Linked DNA regions of Mus musculus: regions 1, 2 and 3 are each linked to region 4. A link is a contact called in public Hi-C data. All regions are on one chromosome and are shown on one strand. The core of a region is the stretch at or near the end of the contact, and the rest is flanking DNA. Distances in the headings are between cores, read along the strand shown. Region 1 has its middle 18 kb from the start of Gm39602. Region 2 overlaps Gm39602 (a long non-coding RNA gene). Region 3 has its middle 55 kb from the start of 4933406G16Rik. Region 4 has its middle 190 kb from the start of Gm39601.

Evidence for each region. A called contact is a pair of places that touch in the nucleus more often than the background predicts.
Region 1: a Hi-C map of uterus shows a contact between it and region 4, with 5 times the contacts expected there. The contact joins two enhancer-like sites. A contact is called at or near these places in 9 of 484 Hi-C or Micro-C datasets (embryonic fibroblasts, embryonic stem cells, myocytes and 3 more), 2 of 115 datasets of contacts at active chromatin or transcription factors (craniofacial prominence and embryonic stem cells) and 1 of 9 other capture datasets (embryonic stem cells).
Region 2: a contact with region 4 is called in a Hi-C map of uterus, with 7 times the contacts expected there. The contact joins two enhancer-like sites. A contact is called at or near these places in 5 of 484 Hi-C or Micro-C datasets (all in uterus) and 1 of 9 other capture datasets (embryonic stem cells).
Region 3: a contact with region 4 is called in a Hi-C map of uterus. The contact joins two enhancer-like sites. A contact is called at or near these places in 3 of 484 Hi-C or Micro-C datasets (hematopoietic stem cells and uterus).

The regions. Positions count from the first base shown.
Region 1 is chr11:19,759,110-19,762,589 of GRCm38.p6, reverse strand. No RefSeq gene overlaps it. Among named protein-coding and RNA genes, the nearest start is that of Gm39602, 18 kb to the right of the region's middle. Within about 2 kb of position 1,314, at least 34 of the 459 cell types and tissues checked have an H3K27ac peak or open chromatin away from gene starts, as enhancers often do. A contact at or near this core is called in nephron progenitors and uterus, where this site is marked.
Region 2 is chr11:19,735,753-19,739,285 of GRCm38.p6, reverse strand. All of the region lies in intron 1 of Gm39602 (a long non-coding RNA gene), which reads left to right. Among named protein-coding and RNA genes, the nearest start is that of Gm39602, 5.2 kb to the left of the region's middle. Within about 2 kb of position 2,210, at least 35 of the 459 cell types and tissues checked have an H3K27ac peak or open chromatin away from gene starts, as enhancers often do. A contact at or near this core is called in uterus, where this site is marked.
Region 3 is chr11:19,118,617-19,122,066 of GRCm38.p6, reverse strand. No RefSeq gene overlaps it. Among named protein-coding and RNA genes, the nearest start is that of 4933406G16Rik, 55 kb to the right of the region's middle. Within about 2 kb of position 1,441, at least 17 of the 459 cell types and tissues checked have an H3K27ac peak or open chromatin away from gene starts, as enhancers often do. A contact at or near this core is called in uterus, where this site is marked.
Region 4 is chr11:19,422,834-19,426,283 of GRCm38.p6, reverse strand. No RefSeq gene overlaps it. Among named protein-coding and RNA genes, the nearest start is that of Gm39601, 190 kb to the left of the region's middle. Within about 2 kb of position 2,128, at least 41 of the 459 cell types and tissues checked have an H3K27ac peak or open chromatin away from gene starts, as enhancers often do. A contact at or near this core is called in nephron progenitors and uterus, where this site is marked.

The DNA of each region.
Region 1 (3,480 bases), core at 65-2,564, 340 kb before region 4:
TTAGTCCAATGAATTAATCTCTTAAACTTTTTATTGTGTGTATTCTGCATGTCCCTCCCTGAGATAAGCTGGCAGGGATGGGGGTGGGTGGGGGTGAGGGAGGAGAGCTGTGCTGTGGTCCCCGCCCTCACTGAACAGGGAGGAAATCAAACATCTTACTTCGTAACCAGACTATAAAATTATGAGAGGTGTTTATATGTGTTCTGAACAAAAACTGTAAGGGATTATGAAGTTCAAGACACATAAGGAAGGAACATGCCCCTTTCTGCGGGGTCCTCTGAGGGGCCTGTTTGGAGGATCTAACCTCTGAGCAGGCAGTTAAAGGACAGAAAACTTGCTGAAGGTTATAGAGATAATCAGGCAGAATTGAGATTCAAACTCAGGCCCGCCAGAGCCTATTCAGGTTCTATTCGAGTTGTCCCACTATACACATTTGAAACAACACTGAATCCAACCTTGGACTCTCTGCCACTTGCTACGATCTCCCCTGGGGTTATGGACTGAGAGCGGGTGTGAATTGGTGGCGGTGAGCCTGCAGCTTCCCTGTGGTGTGCACATCCCTCCTATTTTCTTCAAGGTTCTGTCTGGACTGCACTGGGGCACTGGCTGTATGGTGTCCACCGTTTCTTCTAATTGGGGAAGAAGCCAATTCCAAATACCTGGGAGAAGTTAAGTAAGGAGCTGAGGCCAGAGCTCAGAAACCTCTCCTACCTAGCCCTGTCCAGCCTCCCTCTCACCACTCTGCTCTGCTCCGTGCTGCCTGCTTCAGTCTAATGCTGTCTTGGAGAATGGCAGTCTGCCCTCAGAACTCCCTGACCTACACAGGGAGCCTTGGGAGGGTTGTTGGACTCCGCCCAGAACATTCCCATGTGTTTCCACCCGGTTGCTGTGCTCTTGGTGAGGTACCCTGCTGGACATGGCCACCCAGAGCTGAAATTTCAGCCAGGCACAGGGATGGGGATGGCCTAGTGTAGAAGCAGAAGCAAGAGATGTGTTGTTTCCCCCCTCTGTCTGCTGGTAGAAGGGCAGGGATTAGAGGTGTTGATGACTCTTTAAAAGTTCCACTGTACCCACTCCAAACCCCAGCCTGAGTGCAAAGGAAACTGCTTTCTTCTGCCTGAATTTTTGCCATCAAGCAGCGTTGCCTCTGCCTCAGTGCTCTCGATGAAATGCAGACCTTCTGGGGAGAAGGCGAGCTACAAAGTGCCGGCCACCTTGGCGTGAAGGAGGTTATTGTATCTTAAGTAGAGGAAAATAGGGATAGCAGCTTCCTTTGGTTCCAATTCTTCAGCATCCCCTTTGCAAAAAGCAACAGTACGTTATAGACACTAGGGGGCGCAAGTAGGCCAACAATGGCGCCTGTTACTTTTTACAGCTCTGAGAAACAAAGTTGGCATTATCGCTGTTTTCTTTTTCTTAAGAATCGGAGTTCTCTGAGATGGTATGAGTGAAAGCATTGGCTGCTTTGCTTCCCAGGACGTCCGTAGCCCTCAGAAAATGCAATGAAGAAATATTCAGAATGAAACATGGAAAGCGGATGGATACCCAAGAGATTTCATCAACGGTCTTCGGCACTGCTCTTGGCTGTTTTTAGTATGACAGTTTGTTAAACGTTTCTGAGAGCTAAAGTTCAAATGGGAACAGTGGAAAGGAACTGATTTGTCAAAATGCCTAGCAGTGCCCCTAATGTCACCAAAGTGGGGATGCAAATGTGCATATTTCTGAGTATAGAGAGTAAGCCCACTTGAAGAAAGGAGAAAAAGAAGTCTCCCTCACAGCCAAACACATATCTTACGTACCGTTCAGATGGCTGTTCTTACTGAATAAATCTTACTTAGCAACCTTCCACCAGAGCAAATAATAAATCACTCCCCAAAGCTCCAGGCATCGGGTTCTATCTGGGCAGTAAAACTCTGCAAATGCCCTGACAGCGTTTTGTGAAATCATAATTGCTTAGGGAAAGTGATTCTGGATATCTTAAAACGTACAGAATTAAAGCGAAGCTGTTCCTTTGAGGAAAATTACCCTAATGCTGCGTGCAGTATTCTTTATGTGAATCCTAGATTATAATCCACAGATCCCCATCGTTTCTGGGAAGAGTATATAACCATGCCTAGGTTTTATAGTCACTCCTGTGACCATCGGGGCAGAGGTGCTTCGTTATTTGTATAGTTAGTTTTAAGTGTGTTTATTTATCAGCATTCTCTGGAGAGCCACACCTCAAAACATGTAGTATCTAGCTATCCTTAAAGAAGGGCTGAGTTCTGGGCCCCCAGTTCATGTGTTAAAGTCTTAACATCTCCCCCTGTACCTCAGAATGTGCTTGCTCTCCATGGCTTGATCAGCTTGTTTTCTTATGGCACCCAGGATCACCAGCCAGGGGAGGCACCACCCACAATAGACCGGGCCCATTCTCATCAGTCACTAATAAAGAAAACACCCTACAGATTTGCCTACAGGCCAATCTTATGGAAGCATTTTCTCAGTTGGAGTCTTTCTTCTCAAATGACTCTAGCTTGTGTCAAGGTGACATAAAACTAGCCAGTACGGGACAGGTCATTAGGATGGCCTTGGGTCCAAAGGGAATGGTGTCTTTATAAGAGGAAAATACCAGTCAGACATAGTGGGACTCTGTGAGGACACAGAGGGAGGTAGTGTTGTCTACAAAGGGAGTTCCAGGATACGCAGAGAAACCCTGTCTCGGAAAACAAAACAGAACAAGGCATGCTTCCGCATACTGAAGCAGAGCTCAGAGTTTGGACCATTTTAAGATGAGTAACTTTTTCTTGGTTATTCAAGGCAGGGTTTCACTGTGTAGCCCTGGCTGTCCCAGAACTCTGTAGACCAAGCTGGCCTCGAACTCACAGAGATCAGTCTGCCTCCATCTCCCGAATGCTGGAATTATTAGGTGTGTGTCACCACTACCCAGCTTACAACCAGTAATTTTAAAGTAGAATTATTCAAGACGAAGTCTTTATAGGAACTACCATTATTGGCCTATTACCCACCCCTATTTGCATTGCACATAAGCTTAGTGGGCTGTGCCTGAGGTGACTTGTCTGCATCAATTTCTCCTTCTTGGGAAGTGGGATGTTGCTAAGTGTGGTCCTTCCTGTCCTAGCCCAGCACATCACAGGCACTCACCTCCAAGCCTTACAGAGGTCAGCGAAGCCACCCGCATCTTTGTCTTGTTTTCACCCACCCAACAGCAGGGCATTGTTCCCCAGCTCAGTGATGGAAGGAGCCCTCATTGCCGCCTTACAAGCTGGAGAAGGTCCAACAGTGTTATATCAAATACCCCAGGGGTGGGTGTGGAGCTAAGTGCCTAACCACATGAAAGCGCCGGCCTCAGCTCTCATTTGAGGAGGTTTTCATGTAGTTTTAATCTGGCTGCCTTCTATCACCAGATTTACTCACTGGATAAGAACTTGAATGAGAAGTCAGGAGGTGGGGGTCAGGCCTAGTCTGAGTCATGGTCAC
Region 2 (3,533 bases), core at 961-3,460, 310 kb before region 4:
ACAGAAGAACACAGCAACAAGAAATACAGACGGGCACCCAGGGGCCCTTCCTTGTCCTCCGCTTGAGCACAGAGAAGTTTACATTTTCTGTTTATAATTTATTTGAGTGTTCTCTGTATTAGAACTATTCCTTTTTGTCCACTGTCTGACTCACTCCGTGCAGATGGAGAGGGAGAAAGCTTGTCTGACCACTGGGAAACAAGAAACAGTGCCTGTAAAGTCCTGAGTGTGGCCTGAGACCCATGTCGGCTCTGCAGAGTCACCAGGCTCTGGTTAACATGGGACCCATTTGTATACACCACCTACTCAAATCTCAAATCACATTCCCTTTCTTACTTCTCACAATAAAAACCTGCTTTTATGGGCTGGAGAGATGGTTCAGCAGTTAAAAGCATTGTCTGCTCTTCCCAAGGACCCAGATTAGATTCCCAGGAGCCACGTGGTGGCTCAGGATTGTATGTAACTCTAGTTCCAGAAAATCCGATGTCTTTTGCCTCTGTGGGCACCAGTGTGAAAGTGGAACACAGATATACATGCAGACGAAACACCCATACACATAAAAGATTAAAGATATCTGCCTTTAGAACATTAGCTTGTGGCACGTGTCTCTCTAGTTCTTACTCTGGTTCTGTGAGCCATGTGGACTCTCTGTGCACAGTTATGGACACACACATGCCTGGGTTTGTATGTGGAAGTCGGAGAACAACTTTCCAGAGTCAGTTTTTCCCAATTAACCATGTGGGTCCCAGGGGTCAAACTCAAGTCATCAGACTTGGTGGCAAGTCCTTTTACCTGCTAAGCCATTTCACTGGCCCCTTATGGCAAAATACTGACTCAGAGGTGTTTAGGAGTGAACAGATAGCCCTCCCAGCCCTCCTGTCTTTCTGAAGGAATCTGTCCCAAGCCCTAGGTCTGCAGGCTTTTTCCTCCTCTCAGAAGTAGTTCAATTTCTCTCTTCAGAAGCCCTTCATCTCCCAGAACAGCTTTCATTACAGCAACATAAATAAAAAGTGACATAAAATTATATAGCCTTGTGTAAAGTAGTTTAAGGAAAATGTCTTTTACGGCAGCTTTTATGATTTCACCAATTAGTTATTAGACTTTCTCCATTTTTAATTTGCCATCCTCCAAGTGCATTTTCAACGTTTCTCCCCTCTCTCCTCTGAGTAGTGGTGTGAGGGCTGACGGGCCCCAGTGTAGGCTGGCTTTCTTGATGCATAGAGGCATTCCATTACAGCATGTTGCTAGATGCGGACAAAGCAAGGCCTGGGGGAGGGAAGCTGGTGCCCAGTTACTTTTAAGTGAAGAGTGTTGGTCTTGTGGCAAGCACTGCCCTGGGCCACCACTAAAGGTAGTAGCAGATAGACCACAGGGTCGCACGGCAGTGGCTGGACCTTAAGCTGATAAATCCTGAGTTTTTAGTGACTTTCCAAACATTCCCAGGAAGTGTGAATTGCAGAGATTTACTCCTGCCAAAATTTAATCGTGCAGAAAAAGTAAAATTTAGATCAGCGTATAGATTATTTTTAATGCGATTGCTCGACAGAAAAGGGCGAGGAAGGCAGAGTGGAGTCCTTAGAACGGGCGAGTCTAGACCATTGCAATTTGATTCATTTAGGGGAATTGTGTTCGGTTTGAGGCTTTGGCTTGGGCGAGGCTGTTCCTTCTGGGAGTGCATGATGTCATTGTGTCAAGCATGTCACAGCCAAGGCATTCTGGTATTTATGTTGGCCTCAGATCTAGCTCAGAGGACATGGCAGCCTCAATTTATTGCTACTTTAACTTTGTTTAGTCATGGAGAGGTTTTATTTATGTTGGTAAATTTCAAACAGTGGCCAACAGTGACCACACAATGAAAGGGCCTGCAAGATCCATCATCGGTAAATCACCTTGTTGCTGAGTTTCTTTAATTAAGGAAAAACTCTGTGTGTTGATCCCTGTGGTTGCTGGAAGGAACGTGGGGCGGGGAATTGCTTTGATTAATCCATCTATCAGCCTTGGAGGGTGAGTCTCCTGTTTCTGATTGTAGCTGGGCAAAGACCTAAATAAAAATTTATCTTGTCAAAACCTATGGTCTAACTGAAAGCAAATAAAAAAGTTTTATGACAGCCACATAAAGTTAAATAAATAGCTGGGAGGTGCACCGTGTCCTGCGGATGCTTCTCAGCAAAGCATGTGGCTGTTTCTGAGGGTGAGCTCAGCGAACTGAGAAATCACCTTTAATGGTCCCCTCGGTACTGTAACCAGCAACTGCTCTCTTTGTCTAACGTTCTAGGCTTTAGTCCCTGATTAAAACCAAAGGCTCGGCCTTGACACTGGGTGCTGTTTGAGCTACTCAGGGTAGAAGGCACAGTGTGTGCTATTCCAAGAAAAAATGAAATAACCAAGTTCTAGAGGAACTTTATATACACAGTGTCCTTAGATCACTTTCACCCTCAAGACCTCCCCCCATCTTTCAAGTGTGCTTATAAAGGGAGAAAACCTTGTCTTTTGCAACTGTGTGGGACCTTTTTTATTGATCTCTGGAAGGTGGTAGTTTTCACAGTGTGGGGGAGGGGAGCAGCAGTGAACTTTTTTTTTTTTTTTAAATGAAATCAGAGACTGGGACTTCGCCTCTGGTTGGACTCAACTCTCAGATATAGTTTTCCCTGTTCTGTAATAGTCTGGAAGAATATGCTGGGACAGAGGGCCTTTCCCACCAAGTATAGACTTCTCTCTCAGCATGGGATCACAGTGGAATACATTTTATTGCTAGTTAAAAAATATTTTTGAGTCAAATGAAAGACAGCAGTTGATGCTGAAGAAGGCTGCTCTTGATACAAGCATGGACTTAGGGTGAGTTGCTTTCCTTTTTAGGTTATGGAGAGGCTGTTCTCCTGGTCACGCTGTAGGAGCCTCTAACAGTGAAGGGCGATCTCTTGGCCCTGGATGTATTTGGCAACCAGTCCCTGTCTGTTTGATAGAATTACACCATAAGCGTGGGCTCGAGGAGTCAGATATGTTGAAGGGCTTGGAGTTGTAGGCACCCGTGTAGACAGTGCCTGTGTTGACAGAGTGAGGCTACGTGTGGATGTCAGCTGACAAATACACTGGCTGTTGCTTTCTTGTTACTGCGTCCTGCCTTTATTAAGGGAGTATGGCTACTGAGTAAGTGACTCAGGCCAGTAGGCATGGTGGTGATGTGTAACTGGGAAGTCTGCTCTATCAGAGTCTAGTTAGGAGATCGTGGAAAAGCGTGATAGGGGTGGGAGTGAGGGTGTGGGTGGGGCACTCTCACTTAACTAACTGGGTCAGTGTCCCTGAGCTGGAGGCTTGAGTTCCTTTAGAGGCAGGTACAGGGCAACACAAAGACCTGCCTTGTCCGGAGGAGGATTCTCAACTTTTTAAAGATTTATTTTATTAAAAAAAGTGTTTGTGTGTGGTGTGGTGTGTGTGTGTGTGTGTGTGTGTGTGTCTGTAGGTACTTGAGGAGGCTAGGAGAAGGCATTGGATCCCCTAGAGCTAGATTACTGGTGGTTGTGAGTCATCCTACA
Region 3 (3,450 bases), core at 192-2,691, 300 kb after region 4:
AACATAAGAGTCTTCAGCGTCTGGGAATAGATTAGTCTTTACATGGGATATGGGGAAGGACAAGTATGGTGAACTGCTTCATGGTATATAGTCTTCTTCTAGAGTCATGAAAAATTTTGGGGGATAAGATACAAGTTGTGGTTGCACAATACTTAAACTTTTAATCATTTTAAAATAAATAATCCCAGCAGTTAACGGTGGTGAATTCCGGCAGTTGATGATGGTACATATCTATAATTCCAGTGAGCAACAGGCCAATGCAGGATCAGAAAACAGACAAGCCAAATCAACCAAACAACCAAATTAGGGTCACCAGGGCTACAGCTAGTGGAGAGCTCACCTAATATCTTTGAAGCCCTGGGTTAAATTCTTAACATTACACAAAATGGATAATGTCATCAAAGTTTTGTTTCACTAAAAACATAATTTAGAATCAACATGAAAAGCCACTAGAGAGAGACAGACAAACAGACTGGGGGCAAGGAGAGAAAAGCAGCATCCGGGGGCGGAGGAGACACGGTCTCAGATCTCAGTGCATAGAGGCAAGAGTTGCTCTCTGATACCCTGGAGAGAGCCAGGTAGTGCCCACAGGACTTCCTCTCTAAGCCACCACCTCCTTGACACTGGTGGTCTTGAAAATGAGAGACACAGGGGCACACATACTAATAATTGCCTTATCCACCAGAGTCTACAGGACTGAGAAAAAGCACCAAGGTTGCAGACTATGGAGCCAAGAGCTGGGTTTTCTTCAATGTAATTTCAACATTGCTGTATTAAAACAATCTTTTTAAAAAGCAAACACATACCCCTAACACTCAGTTTCTGGTATTACAGTGCCCCACCACCCCTCTTCCAGCCTGGTTGCTATAGAAATAGTTCTATAAAGAACTAGGGACTGTAGAAATAGTTCTGCTTGGTAACATGTGCCTTAAGCAATACACAGGCATTTCTGGCTCCAGACCTCGAGGTTCACAACCATTTCCACAGCTGTGTCAGTGCCCAGCATGCTAAGGATGCCGGCTAGGCAGCCTTCCTACTGTTCAGAAAATTTCACTCCTGCGGCTTCTTGGCTGGTTTTGAAGAATCACTGTATGAGGTGAGTGAACTCCTTGGTGTGTTGGTATTTAAACTGTGGTCAGATGGTTAAAACTGAAATGAAAAGAGGGTTTAGTTCATAAAGGAAAGTCATGAACCATCGTCTTTTTTCTAGTCTTCCCTGGCAGGACACAAACACAGATCTGCTGCTTCCCACAATAAAGACGGAGGGCTGAGGACTGTTATAGTAAGGCTGCTGTATTGGGAAAAAACAAAACACAGTAAATGAGAAAGATGCTTAAGATAATGTGGTAACTTTGTTCCAAATAAACATTTGGGTCCTTTCTCTGGGAACCGGGGTTAAAGGGTTGTCAGGCCTTCTCTGGAGCTTTGGCTGACAGTGAACACATGTTCCCTCCCTCTAACTGACTTGCCAGCAGCCAGAGTGCCTCTTGCTTTCTGTAGAGGTTGTCAAAAATGATTTCAGTCTGGGGACGATGAATGATAAAAGAGATTTTCAAAGTTTTTCACTGTAGTACCCGAAGCCCCAGACAGGAAAGATTGTGTTACAATCTGGGTGCAAAGGGCTGTGCTTGCCTGGAAAAACACAGAGTCTCTGTCAACCTGCTTGATGCTTGCTGGTGTCCCAGGGATCTGGAGGACACGGGGCAATAGACTCAATTAAGTGGATGTTCCAGAAAAGTGAGGCGGGGCAGGCACAGCATGTGGAGGGGAACACCCCAAAGCCTCTCCAGCAGCTCTTTCTCCCCCCCCCCCCAACAGGCTACACTTCTGGTTCTGTTTTAGAGGCACTTTCAGGTCCAAGGGCAGGATAGACTTCAGAGCCACATGCAGCAGGAGCAGCATCAGTCATAGGCAAACAATTTCTCATTGACCGCTGTGCTGCATGTAGATTGTACCATTTCCAGGGCAGCACAGGGTTGAGGAATGTTGGCTCTATGTCTTCCCCCTACATTTATGGGCATCCCAAGCCATTCTAGGGGTTTATGGATAGAAAACTCTAAAAGTAAGTTAGACACAGCGGCACACACTTAGAAGCCCAGTATTTAGAAGGCTGAGATAAGAAATAAAATCAGAAGTTTAAGGTCATTCTCAGCTACACAGCGAGTTCAAGGCCAGCTACAATCTACTGAGATCCTGTAAAAAACAGAAAGCATGGCTGGAGGTAGGAGTAACAGAGGAGGAAAGGAGGGGAGAAGCCAGGTGTTGGAACACACCTTTATTTTAAGTAGAGGCAGGTGGATCTCTGAGTTCCCGGCCAGACTGCTCTACAGATCAAGTTAAGACAGCCAAGGCTACACAGAGAAACCCTATCTCTGAGGGGGGGGGGAAGGTGGGGAAGGGAAGGACAAAAAGAAAAGTCAACAGATTTAGTATACTTTTCCTGTGCAGAGAAAAATGAGGTTCACTGTTCTCTGACAGTCCCATTTTCTCAAGAGAGGGAGCAGAAGGGCCAGGCACTTCAGCTTGGGGGCTCCCCAGCTTCCCGCTTCATTATTTCATCCATTCACTTCTGGGAAGCATCCTAAGGAAAACTTAGATAATATCAGCTCAGTGATAAACCAAAGAGTAGGGCACAAAATTATACCCTTCGCTGTACACAGACCGAGGAGAATTCCTCGCAGGGTTACCTTGGCCAAAAGAAGAGCCCAGGAGCAATTTAGTTCACAAGACTGAAGTTTGATTTATCTTCAGCTTTTTAGGAACACATAACTGACATAAATCAAGATGCTGGGTAGAGTTTCCCATAAGAACTTTGTGTTACACTTCTAAGCTGAAAAAGAAACGCCCAGACAAATAGTTTCCTAGAACCTAAGGCTGAAAACATGTTTCCACAGAAGGTTTTTATTATTATCTTCTTAATGATATACATGGATGGACTTAAATCTCTTCCCTCTGCCTGCACAGCCAGATTCCATAATGTTTCCCAAGCAGACACTTGCATTGCTTTCTTGATTATTTCTGACAATGCTTAAAATATTTTCAGCTCAGAGTCTTAGCTCCATGGCAAACATGCCTGCCCCTACAGGAAGATGAAGCTGATAGGTGACAACTGTGTCCAGTAACCCCAAAACCAAGGTGAGGAGACTTGGGCAAGCTGAACTGGTGTTTGTGTCTGATTCTAATTTCTTTCCTAGCTATATAGTGTTATCACTCACAGTTCATCTGACTGTAAGAAGGAAGAAAGTGTGGCGAGCGAATGCCAGGCACTGCCCAACAGGTGTACAGGATGAGTGGGACATGTTTCAAACAATGACCCCAAACCCAATCCTTAGACAGACTGTTGTTTCTAGTGTTCACTGTCTAAACCAATGACATGTGTAGTAACTTGGTGAATATGACAGCTCCAGGGAAGGACAAACTTCCAACCACTAATGTCCTCTTTAAAGTCTG
Region 4 (3,450 bases), core at 879-3,378:
TGAGTATTTTATAGCATGTGCTTGCAGTCAGGCTGTGTCTTAGTCCCCAGAGGGCTATGGGGAGGGAGGAGGTGGCAGAGAGGAGGAGAGAAGGAAGAGTGAAGAGAGAGGTGCAGAGACAGAGGACACAACCTCCAAAGGCACACAAACACCCCTAGAGATTTATTTTCTTCAGCTAGATCCCATCTTTTAAAGTTTTTCGCCTTTCCCAACCTAGCACCACCATCAAGGCTTGGGATCAAGAGTCCAAAATATGACCAGTGGGAAATCTTTCCTATTAAACTCCAACGACCATCCCCTTAATAAGAAATGGCACAGTCCACGGTGCAGGTCTGCATTACATAAAATCCCTCAAAGGATCTTGACTAGACTCAGTTTTTTTTTTATCAGAATTAAGTAGTGCTTGCTGCTTTAATGACCCTGCCACCCTCTTTCTTCAAAACAGTGACAGATCCTCTCTTGAACCACCATTTAGTTAAGCCCTTATTTACCTTCTCCCAGCTGGGCATGGGGTTCATAGCACCTCTGTGTTTGTCAGGCCTTGCAAAAATTCTGCTAATTTTGTTTGGCCAAACTCCTCTATACCTGATTGTCTTTAGTGTCTGATTAAGTTCCTCATGGCCCCAGCTCCCCTTAGGTCTTATCACCTTGGCCTGACTTATCAAGACTCCTGGAGTATGGCTCACCTGTGATGTCTCTTCTTTGTTATTCTTCATCTGTAGCCCCTCCCTCCATCCCACTTCTGGGCCATCCATTTCTGCTTGATTCTTTTTGGAGGCCTCCTTTGATCTATTGCAATAATTTTTCTTCTCTGAAAAGAATCTGTAGTTACTTTGCTGCTCAGCTCTGGTTTTTCTGTGACACCAACAGGAGTGTGGAGGCTTTCTTTTTCTTCTCTGCCCATCCTGTCTTTGGGGTTTGCCTGGGATGCTAATTCTTGCCTGTATGGATGGATCCGAAGATCCCATCAAACATGGACCAGCCCCCAAACTGTCTTTTTCGTATTCTGCAATCTCACTTCCATACTAAGTTACCATAACTAAACTAGGATATGTGAAATTCTCTTTTGCCTTTAAATTTTTATTCCTTAATACTATTTCAAACACAGGGGACTGCCATTGTAACTTTTTACTTGGGAGTCCCATGCCTTTTGTATGTTAGCATTTGATTTCCATATAAAAAGGTTCAATTTTTTTTTATTTTGTTTTATGAACTTTCTGAAATGTTCTTGATGGTGATATAATACACCAGTAAGTAAATACTGACTTAGGGAGTGATTTTCTTTTGTCTAACTTCAGCATTCAGGGAAGAACACAGCCGCAGCCATCACTCTGTGGGGCTATGTGGTGTTAATGTAAGGTTTTGATTAGAGACTTTTCATCCCCCATTCTCCACTTATTTTATCAACTCTCAGAATTTTCACTAGTTCTGCAAAGGCATCCCAGGGGGAATCCACGCCATGTTTTAATGGCTCGGGGACAGACAGGATAATGCTACATATCTCTGGGTTTCTTTACATCCGGGCATTTACTCTGTATGCCTCAGGGTCCAGGTAAAATGTTGGCTTGGGTGGCTGATTTGAAACCTGAGCCTCCCACACATCTGCTGTGGACACTGACTGCGGCAGAGAAAGTGACTTCTCTTCAAGTTTTATTTGGGTCATAAAAATTCATGCTGTGTACCGCCTCTTTCGGAATCCGTTCCATTAAATGTGGCTAGGTCCAGAGTACACTCTGGAGGAAGCCAGGAAGGACATTAAAATGCTTAGTCTATGACACACTTCCTTATTTTTGTCATTTTGACATTTATGTGTTGTTTCATTAGGGATTTTTAAGAGAAGACCCCTTTTCGGCAAGAAGTTTTCCCCAGATCGCCATAAGAACCCACAGTTTATAATCAAACAGCTGTCTGGGTTGCATGTCAGCTGAGCCGGACCACCTGCTGGCGGTTAACCTCTGGAAGGTTATTATGAGACAATTGTTGTTGTTGTTTGTTTAAAAAGTTTCAGAGCTTAAGGAAAATATTAGTAATGAGTGACTTAACCTGTTCTGTTTACTGTTCCCCTCAGCTTGCAGATGGCGTTCGGAGGCCAGAGGGAGGATTCCACTAAAGCCAACACTATTTTGCACTTGTTTTGGAGACAAACCATAAAAATAGGCTTGGCAGCAAGGAGTCTGCCCCGGGAGGAGGAGCGGGCAGCATTGCAAAAGCCCTTTAAAAGGAAATAACCATTTGTGGTGACTGGATGCAAACGTACCATCTCAACGCAGCCCTTGGATTCCACACGTGGTCCATATTAAGCTGAGGTCTGGCAGAGCCGCCCACCTTCGGAGCATGTGTCTTTCAGCCATGGCATTCTGGAGTTTGCCATCTGTTTTCTTCACTTCCCTGCTCATCCCTCTCACCAATGGGGGAGACGGCTGAGAGAGTTCTCTCAGACAGCCGCTGGGGGATAATTTTCTAAGTCCTATAAAACCCAGTCTCTGCACATCTTTTTGTATGAACCGATTACAAGGTGACCTGCCTCTCTCCTCGGGTCTATGGGGTCTGAATGCCCTTTGCAGAGGCGGAAATGGCTTTTTTTGTGGTGCAATTAGGGACAGCCAAGGATAGCAGCTAGCAGGATGAGATATTCTGTGAGGGTCAGAAAACCCCATTTCACCCCTATTCTCAGTGTCTTGAAAAGTGACCAGCTTGTGGTGGGCACTCTCTAAATATAAGTGAATGAATACCAGCACCACTATCTCCTTCTGCTTCTCCTCCTCTCCCTGGTCCTCTTCTTTCTGCTGCTGCTTCTCCTCCCCTCCTTTATTGTCTGCTTACTTCCTTGTTTATCACTCAAGTAACACAGTGGTTAGGAAATGTGGTTGACTCTCAGCATTCACATCACAAAAGTGTCAAAATCTTTTCTGGCTGTGAATTACAGAACATTTAGGGTTGAATATTTGGGCAAAAGCCTGCAGCAGCTGACCTACAGAGCCAAAGAAAATGAAAGAGGGAAATATGACTTGGGTCTGAAGCAACAGAATGGGCCTAACTGTGTCGTTGGACAAGTTAATTCATCTCTCTGATTCTCTACTTCTTCTATTATACAGTGGAATAAGGTCAGGTTTCCTACAGGGATTTTTGTTGCCCTGTGAAAGTAAAGCCTGGTGCAGAAGAGAGGCCATGTTTACTACTGTTACTAATGGACTGTTGTTACCCCTCTGTACTGGCTACTTTTGTGTCAACTTGACACAGGCTGGAGTTATCACAGAGAAAGGAGCTTCAGTTGGGGAAATACCTCCATGAGATCCAACTGTAAGGCATTTTCTCAATTAGTGATCAAGGGGGAAAGGCCCCTTGTGGGTGGTGCCATCTCTGGGCTGGTAGTCTTGGTTCTATAAGAGAGCAGGCTGAGCAAGCCAGGGGAAGCAAGCCAGTAAAGAACATCCCTCCATGGCCTCTGCA